2 separate regions of the Canis lupus genome follow, and region 1 is linked to region 2. A link is a contact called in public Hi-C data. All regions are on one chromosome and are shown on one strand. The core of a region is the stretch at or near the end of the contact, and the rest is flanking DNA. Distances in the headings are between cores, read along the strand shown.

Region 1 (4,445 bases), core at 950-3,449, 140 kb after region 2:
CTCAACTGCCGAGCTCTTGTTTTGCAGAGGGAGAGACATGTTCAAGCTGAAGGCAGAGCTGAATCACTCATCAGCAGCAGGGATTTTTATTTTCAGATGCCTGGGGGGGGCAGGGTGAGAAGGGGCTGGAGGTTCGAGCCGTGAGCCCGGGGAAGGAAACTTGGGAGAGGCAAAGTTGCCAGGTCATGATTTTGCCACACCGTGCAGTGGGTGAGGCAGCCCTTTCCTTCACCTCCCCGTGAGGCTTCAGGAACATCAGGGCTACACCCAACATTTCCGGAGTCAAGATTCAGTACTGAGGAATGCAAGGGGGTACCAAGCCTGAAGGGGGAGTGCTGGACGGGGCAGCAGCGGCCCAGAGGGGCTGTTTGCATCCACATGCATGTCACACAGATGTCCTGGTTCAGGCTGGACTGGGGGTCCCAGCACCTTGCCCCCTCCACCCACCCTCTGATCCCCAGTGCGGGGAACACCACAGAAAAACCAGCCCCGTAGGCCCCAGTGGTAGAAAGGTAGGGCAGAAGGACGGCTGTGTCTTGTGGGGGAGGGGTGAGGTGGAAAACTAGAAACAAGTCTCCTTCTCCGCATAAGGGACTTAAATGTGCTCCTTGTGAAGGGTGGTTTCTTTCAGATCAGAGTTTGGGCTCTTTCCAGTAGCCCACCCTTGCAAAGGCATCCGGTAAAATCCAACACCCACATCCCCTAACCGAACTGTCAACTTCAAGTTTCTTCCCAGTTGTTCTTCTGGAGTCATTCCCCGACAGAGCAGGCTGGCTCCCGGGAGCCCAGAGCCTCATCCCTGCCGTCCTCCAAGTCCCAAGTCCGTGCAGGAATCTGAGGAGGGAAGGAGGTGACATTATGCAGTGATTATGTCCCCGTGACTGTCAGCCAAGGCCAGGCTGTTCCAAGGGTCCTGCTTGGAGCTGGCCTGTGGCGACTGGCTGACAGAAGATGTGTAGCCTTGTGGGGAGAGCTTCAGGGCCGAGAGGACTGGGTGGATGGAGGGCCCGTGGCCAGACATCGCACTGACTGAGAATGTCTGAAAGCAAAAAGCACAAGATGAGCTCAAGGGAATCACTCCTGAGGGCTCAGGATGGAGGTCTGGGCTGGAGAGGGGAGCACCATTACACAGGTGTCCCCGAGCTGGCTCCCGCCCCCAGGAAAGGGAGGAGAGGAGGGGGCTTGAGGACAAGGCAGGGTTAAGACACCAAGCAACACAGAGAAGTGTTTTTCCTAACCTCTGTGCTGTGGGATGTAAAGGGTCTGTGGGATTCATTTGCTTCTCTGAGCACTGAGACCCCATAGGTGTGTGGATATTCTGGTTTCTCAGAAGGCTCTGATGGCTACATGAGACATTTGCTATGATCTTATCACTGCCAGATCTCCATGCCCAGCCAGCTCTCCTGGCTCTGTGGGACCAGCTTCTTTACCCTGACAGTAAAAAGCCCTTTATGGAGGCACTAGGATGGCTCAGTTGGTTAGGCATCTGCCTTTGGCTCAGGTCATGATCCCGGGGTCCTGAGATGGAGCCCTGCACCAGGCTCCCTACTCAGTGGGGAGCCTGCTTCTCCCTCTGCCTCTGCCCCCTGGCTCCTGCTCTCTCTCACATACTCTTTCTCTATCATAAATAAATAAATAAATAAATAAATAAATAAATAAATAAATAAATAAATAAATAAAATCTTTGAAGGAAAAAAAAAAAAGCTCTTTAGGATACAGCCTCCCTCAAGCACATGTGGGAGAACAGATCAGAATTAACAGGAAACCGTAACCAACCTTGGGACTACCCTAATCCCAAATATGGGAGCCAAAGAGGGAAGGGGTCGGGGAGTAGGAATGCCATCATATTCGGAAGAGGCAAAGGACGGTACTGCTGACTCATCTTCTGGACACATGATGGAAGCCAGACCTGTAGCTGACCCTCATTAAATGGCACCTTGCCTGTGACCTCCTCACCACCTCACTGCACCTACCCACTCTACCGTCTACAGTTTCCACACCTTTTCCCCAGCCAGGAGGGTCTTCTTCCTTCCCTTCCTCCTGTTGAAATCTATCTATCCTTCAAAGCCAAGGTCAAACCACCTCTCACTTGGGAGGCAGACTTGCCTAGAAAGCCCACGTGTCACCTTCTGCAGCCTGCTCCAGCTGTACCACCCTCCCCCAATGCACACAGTTTGATTCAGCTTGCGGCTATGTCATAACACGTCCCTCCCCACTCCTTCTGTCCAAAGGTCTGGCATGGAGGAGCTACTCGACATTTGTGTGCCCTAGTTGCATGCCCAAGTCATTGTGACTTGATCAGATGTTCTGAAGCAGGCCCTCATTGGGACAGTCCCCAATTTCAGGCGGGACCCCAAGGGTACCAGCAGCTCCTGCTGCCACCTGCTGGGGCCCAGCTGAAGCTCTCTTTCCCATGCTGAGCCTGCCACTCGCTCCTTGGCAGTGTATCCTAGTCCCCCAGGCAGTCCTATGTCCCCGCCAAGGGGGTATACCTGGGACATGGAGCTGCTGTGCCCATAGTGGGATGATAGCCCGGGCTCTGTCTTGATGGGGCGCATCTCTTCACTGCTGCTGGTGGCCACATTGCTGGAGTTGCTGGAAGCACTGCTGGCAGGAGGAAGGCTCTCACCGCCTGAGGGACCTGGAACAAGGCAGAGTCAGGACACCCAGACTAGGGGCAGGGGCAAATGGATGGCAGTCCTTTGAGACAGCCAGGGTAGGTCTATGCTAATGACTTTATTTATATTTGCTGGGGAGTGAAGCGGGGTCCTTCATCAGTGCTGGGCGATGGTTCTCAAAATGGGAAAATTAAAATACCAGAATTTCAAGGGATCTTCTTCTATTGACAGGCTTGCCGCCCCTTATTCCAAACCCTTGAGATCACATGTGTTTCTGGATTCAAAAGCTTTTAGATTTTAATACTGTATATTATAGAACACTTCCAATGGAGTCTGAGACGACACCCCATAATTAAATACATTAATTGTTGTACAGCTAAACATGTGAATCTCCACACATGGGATAAATAAAGACTATAAATAGCCTGAGTCTGTTTAGATTAGGTTTTGCTGCCAAATCTAGCTCCCTGCATTTGGAATTGTGGAGAGGGACTGTTCACCTGAACAAATGCTTGCTTACCCTGTCACTGCAACATGTAAGGAGACGAAGTTACCTAGGGGAATGTGCTGTGCTTAGAAAACAGTGTGGGCACAGGCAGAAAGGCTGAGGACCACTGGTGTGAGACACAATTTTAATGAAACATGCTGCCAAAGGGGTAAACCGTTGTTGAATCTGGGAAAGGAGAACCTTGCTCGTGTTCTCAGGAGTGGAAAGGGGAAATGTATCTGTTTGTCATGCCTTAGATTAAGAGATAAGCTTTCCCCTGGATCAGCTGATTTACTTTCTCTGCAATGGCAGCATTTCCCCCATGAAATTTTTAATTTGGTAACAGTATCAAGGGGGGAGTGCTCTTGATACAGGAGCATGAGTCGTCCTCATTCTTAATCTAGAAACTGAGAAGGCAAAGTAGCATATGGGACAAAATATGGATCTGAAGTGTAAAAACTTGGGTTTTAATTCCAGGTCTAACCATTCACAGCTGTGGGACTCTAAATCATTAACCTCTCTGAGCCTCAGTTTCCTCAGTAGTAAAATGGAGATAATGGATTGCATGGGGATCTTTAAGGACCAATGAGATACTAATTGAAAAGCAACTTTCTAAAATGTTAAGTACTAGGGTGCCTGGGGAACTCAGTTGGTTAAGTGTCTGTCTGCCTATGGCTCAGGTCATGATCCCAGAGTCCTGGGATCTATCCCCATATCAGGCTCCCTGCTCAGTGGAGAGCCTGCTTCTCCCTCTCCCTCTGAACCAACTTGTGCTTGCACATGCGAGTGCACTGTCTCTCTCAAATAAATAAACTCTTTAAAAATTTTAATAAAATGATGTTAAAAAATACATGATGTTAACTGTACATTGGCTTACAAATCAAGCTGTTGTGAACAAGACTAATGGGGGTCCTGTCCTCCTAGATCCCAGTTATCTCAGGGAGAACAGAAAGGAACTGAGCTCTTGAGATGGAGGGACGATAGAGTTCCTTTTTCTTTCTGGCCCTCAATCCATCCAGCTGGCCTACTACCCACCTTTGCAACTGGCAGTAATCATGCAATTTGAATTGCACCTGCTTCAAAAGCGCCTAAAATGCAGCAGTTTAGCACCTGCCTTTGGCCCAGGGCGCGATCCTGGAGACCCGGGATCGAATCCCACATCAGGCTCCCGGTGCATGGAGCCTGCTTCTCCCTCTGCCTGTGTCTCTGCCTCTCTCTCTCTCTCTCTGTGACTATCATACATAAATAAATTAAAAAAAAAATTAAAAAAAAAAAAAGCGCCTAAAATGTTGTATGCTGGTGTTACTTTTCACCAGGTTTTCATTCTGTCCTGAATACCT
Region 2 (4,067 bases), core at 1,129-3,628:
AATCATACACAAGGGACCTGGATATGCAAAAACTATGAAAGTAAACCTGAATTGTCAAAATAGGGTGAGACCTGCTCTAGCCCCGCTGCCTTGCTCAGGCAGATTCTGGGTTATGATCCTAACTAGAAAGTAACCTAGTTAATTTCGAGGCCGCAACCTTAATCTGGAAATAATACTGATTGTCCATTTTACCTACCAGTCTCCTACCTGAGATCTTCCTTACAAAGTCTAGATTCATTCTAGATGCCATTGACATCCAGATGTTCCAGGACACATGTCCTTATGGGGAATAGACCATTCTTCAACAAGAGCAAAGAAGTGAGTCTGCCCAATATCACACCAGCAAATGCATATGTCATCTTCATCTTGTCACCTCTTTTGAAGAGTGTCATTGCTCATTAACCCATATGGGAATCTTTGAATGCTGTTCAGCTCCTTACATCAACTCCAGTAAACCTATTAATGATAATAATAATAGCCAGCAAGTATGAATAACTTATGCTATAAATAACTGCTGCCTGATATCAGAGACAAGAACCTGAACTCCAAATTTTACATTCTTATTTTTTATTGTCCTTACATAAATGTAATTATACAACATATAATGAATAGATGATTTATATAACTAATATAGAGGATAATAAATATATATACTATTTAATGATTACTACATAATAAATGTAATCATTGTTACTATTATTTTAAACTATTTTAAACAAAGAGACAGGTGCAGAAAATCAGACTCCAATATTACCACCGCCAAGATTTAACAGGTGTAAATACTTAGTCATATTGGCTTCAGATCTCTTTAAAAGAGAAAAACATTATAGATAGAGCTAAAACCTTTATCATGCGCTCCATCCTACCCTCCCCCAAGGTAACTGCTAAGTGAATTTATATTTATCATTTGCAAGCATATTTTATACTTTTTCTACATGTGTATAAATAAGATATAGAATCACATACATTTAAAATGCATACTAAATCATATTGAAATGAAGGGGTGACTGTTAGCCTGTCCCCATGCAGTATCTGCACATTCCAGTAGATGTCACTAGCGTTCCAGTCAGGGAGGGATATTGGGGTTTGGTTTGTGGTTGTTTTGGTGTTTTGTTTTGTTTTTCTGTTCTAGTGACAGATTTCTTTCTGTGGAAATATTAACTCTCATTTGCAGTTTGTCTACATGCAAGGTCCTAGAGTTTTATTTTTTAAAATTTAAGAGCCATCCTGTAAGCAGTGATGATTCAGATGATTTCTTTCAGTCCTCGCCCTAGAAGGAAGGCTCACAAAAGCAGGGTGGGTACAAAGGCATGAGCAGAGAGGAGGAGATCTGCATTCTAGTCCTAGCTGTACCAACCTCAGAGGCAGCTGTGCCAGCCTCTCTGGGCCTCAGTGCTCCCCTCTGTAGAATACAGGAGTTGGACTCCTTCAGAGACAGCAAAGCATAGCATTATCACATGCTGACTCTGGTCCTTTGATAGTGGTTCTCTGGGGGCTACTCTAGGGCAGAAGAAAAAAAAAAAAAAAAAAAGGTTCCATAATCTACAAGCGATAGAGGGGAACTGGCAGCACGCATGCCTGGTGTTTGCCAACCTAGAGGACAATTTCCAAATGGAAGTCCCTCCTTAGCTTTAAATCTGTCTCCTACTCTCACCACGTGACTGCGTTAGCAGCCCCCAGAGATTGGCAGGCCTGGGGCCATGACCATCATTCTGTCGGGGTGACACACAGATTTCACTTTATTCATTTTCTTTTTAAATGAGTGTGGCTTGTTTTATGTCCCAGGAAGTCTTTTTTTTTTTTTTTTTTTTTTTTTTTTTTGTCCCAGGAAGTCTTAATGGCCACTGGTCACTAAATCATAGGTGGCCAATTCAGGGTCATAGGACACAGAGGTTGAGGAACTTGAGAAATCAGGCCTTGTTTTTCCCTGAAAACATTGGGCAGATTAACCCTGGCCACCCCAGATCCATAGCAGGCCCCTGAATACAAACATCTCCTACTTCCCCACTCACTAAAATTTGCCAACAGATACTGCAAATTTGAAATCGGAAGAAGTCCAGAGAAGGAAGGGCTACCAGTTTGATATTTTTCCAAATTTGATATTGGATGTCTAATGGGAACCCCCCATTTTGTATGTCCGAACAACTCTGGTCTGGAGACTGGGGCACAGACCAAGAGTGTGGGCCATGAGCCCCAGGAGGTCCGGGTTCCCCTGTGGCTGGCTCCAGGGGGCTCCAAGCAGGCTCCCAGGCCACGTGCACCCACTGGCCCCTCCCTGACCTGCCCTCTCTCTGGCCTCAGGGCCCTGGGGGAGGCCCAAAGAGGCCGTGGGAGTTTGGCTACCATTATCCGGCCCTTATCTGAGCCCACTTAGTTCAATGACTAGGAGCCGACCTGAGGGTCACGCCTGTCTCCAGAGAGCCGGTGCTATCTCGGTGACCTGTGGAAACCTTGGCATGAGCTCATGTTTTCTGACGAAAGAGAGGACCCCTGCCATATCACTGCCCTGTGCCCCCACCCCCAGCGTCTGGCATGAGCCCGGTGAAGGCTCCACCATTACTCACTGAAATAGCAACTCTGATAACTGCCCCAGACAGAAATACATTGATGAATTCCCATTCAGAAAAGCACCTCCTCCCTCCGTCCCTCCCTCCCTCCCTCCCTCCCCTCTGCCTTCATGTGGTGCTGCTAGAATGGACACTAGACACACAGGCAGGGCCTGTCTCAGACACAACCTCAAAACTGTCACTATCCTCCCCACTCCCATCACGTAGACATGGTGACACCATAAATCCCTAGAGAACTCTGTGCCCTAGAATTCATGTTAAGACATACTTTCTCTTCATTTCAGGAAAATGCCGTAAAGACAGCAAACTTATTCTACTCTTCTATGTGTTGCAGTATCTGACACCACCTGGCAAACCGTTGGCTGCTCAATATAAATGGGCTCCATTGAACTGGACTGGGTAAGCTTGACAGAACACAGGACTAGGAAGCAGGCACCCCATTGCTAGCCCTGACTCAACTCCCTTGGGTACCTTGGGCAGGTTAATGCTCCCTCTCTGAGCCACATAGAGTTACTTTATACAGTCCTAACCTCTTTGTTCACAGCAGCATTTAGTGCATTTATATTTAATGTAATTGCTGACATATTTAAGTCTACGACTATTATGACTTTTTTCAGTCCTGGTTGCCCTATGTTTGCTTTTCCTTGCTCCTCTTGCCATCACTTAACTTGATTGATTCCATCATGCTTTTTTTCCTCCACTACTCTGGAAGTCATAATCCCTATTTTTATCATAATAACCCCAGAAATCATAACATGCAAAGTTAACTTCTTATCAAAGTCTAAGGCTGAATAAATGTTTATCCCATTCCCAGACAATATAATGACCTACAGCACTTTAATTCCATTTACCCCTCCAGCTTATACACAATTGCTATATAATTCAATTTTTCCAGTTTTTTTTTAAATCCCACTAATTATTATTATTGCTGTTTCATACCATGTAGGGTACAAAATTTAAACTTACCTGTATATTTACTCATTTTCTTTGCTCTCTATTCTTGTATCTCAGTCTTGCCATCTGGGATGGTTTTACTGTCTGCCTGAAGCACATCCCATAAGATTCCTTTACATGGCTACTAATAATGGAAAATTCCTCTGGTTTTATCTGAAAATAACAACATCTATCTGTTTATTTTGCTCTTATTCCTTAAAAAGAAATCACTGATAGAATTCTAGATTAATGGTTATATATTTTTTTCAGCACAATTGAAAATATTTGATGACCTTCTAGATTCCATTATTATTGGTGTGGTCATCCCCCCCCCCCCCCCCAAGCTACTTTTAAGATTCTTTTCTCTGTCTTTGGTTTTCTGCAGTTTTACTAAGATGTGGCTAGGATTTCTTTATTCACTTAGGGATTTATTCTATTACACTTGAACCTGTGGCTTGAGGTCTTTTATCAATTCTGCAAAATCTGTACCTATTATCCCTCAAATCTAGTCTCTATTCTATTCTCTCATCTCCTCTAGGATTCTAACTAAACATATAATAGACTCTC

What was found. A called contact is a pair of places that touch in the nucleus more often than the background predicts.
Region 1: a Hi-C map of liver shows a contact between it and region 2, with 5 times the contacts expected there. The contact joins two enhancer-like sites. A contact is called at or near these places in 6 of 9 Hi-C or Micro-C datasets (amygdala, blood and liver).

What each region holds. Positions count from the first base shown.
Region 1 is chr25:26,282,457-26,286,901 of UU_Cfam_GSD_1.0, forward strand. GATA4 (GATA binding protein 4) reads right to left here. Exons shown (of 6, transcript NM_001048112.1): 5 at 2,493-2,641; 6 at 857-1,039. The coding sequence ends at 857. Among named protein-coding and RNA genes, the nearest start is that of NEIL2, 12 kb to the left of the region's middle. Within about 2 kb of position 2,200, at least 5 of the 20 cell types and tissues checked have an H3K27ac peak or open chromatin away from gene starts, as enhancers often do. A contact at or near this core is called in liver, where this site is marked.
Region 2 is chr25:26,141,668-26,145,734 of UU_Cfam_GSD_1.0, forward strand. LOC119865841 (a long non-coding RNA gene) reads right to left here. Exons shown (of 3, transcript XR_005378218.1): 2 at 3,534-3,674; 3 at 23-456. Among named protein-coding and RNA genes, the nearest start is that of DEFB136, 25 kb to the left of the region's middle. Within about 2 kb of position 2,379, at least 1 of the 20 cell types and tissues checked has an H3K27ac peak or open chromatin away from gene starts, as enhancers often do. A contact at or near this core is called in liver, where this site is marked.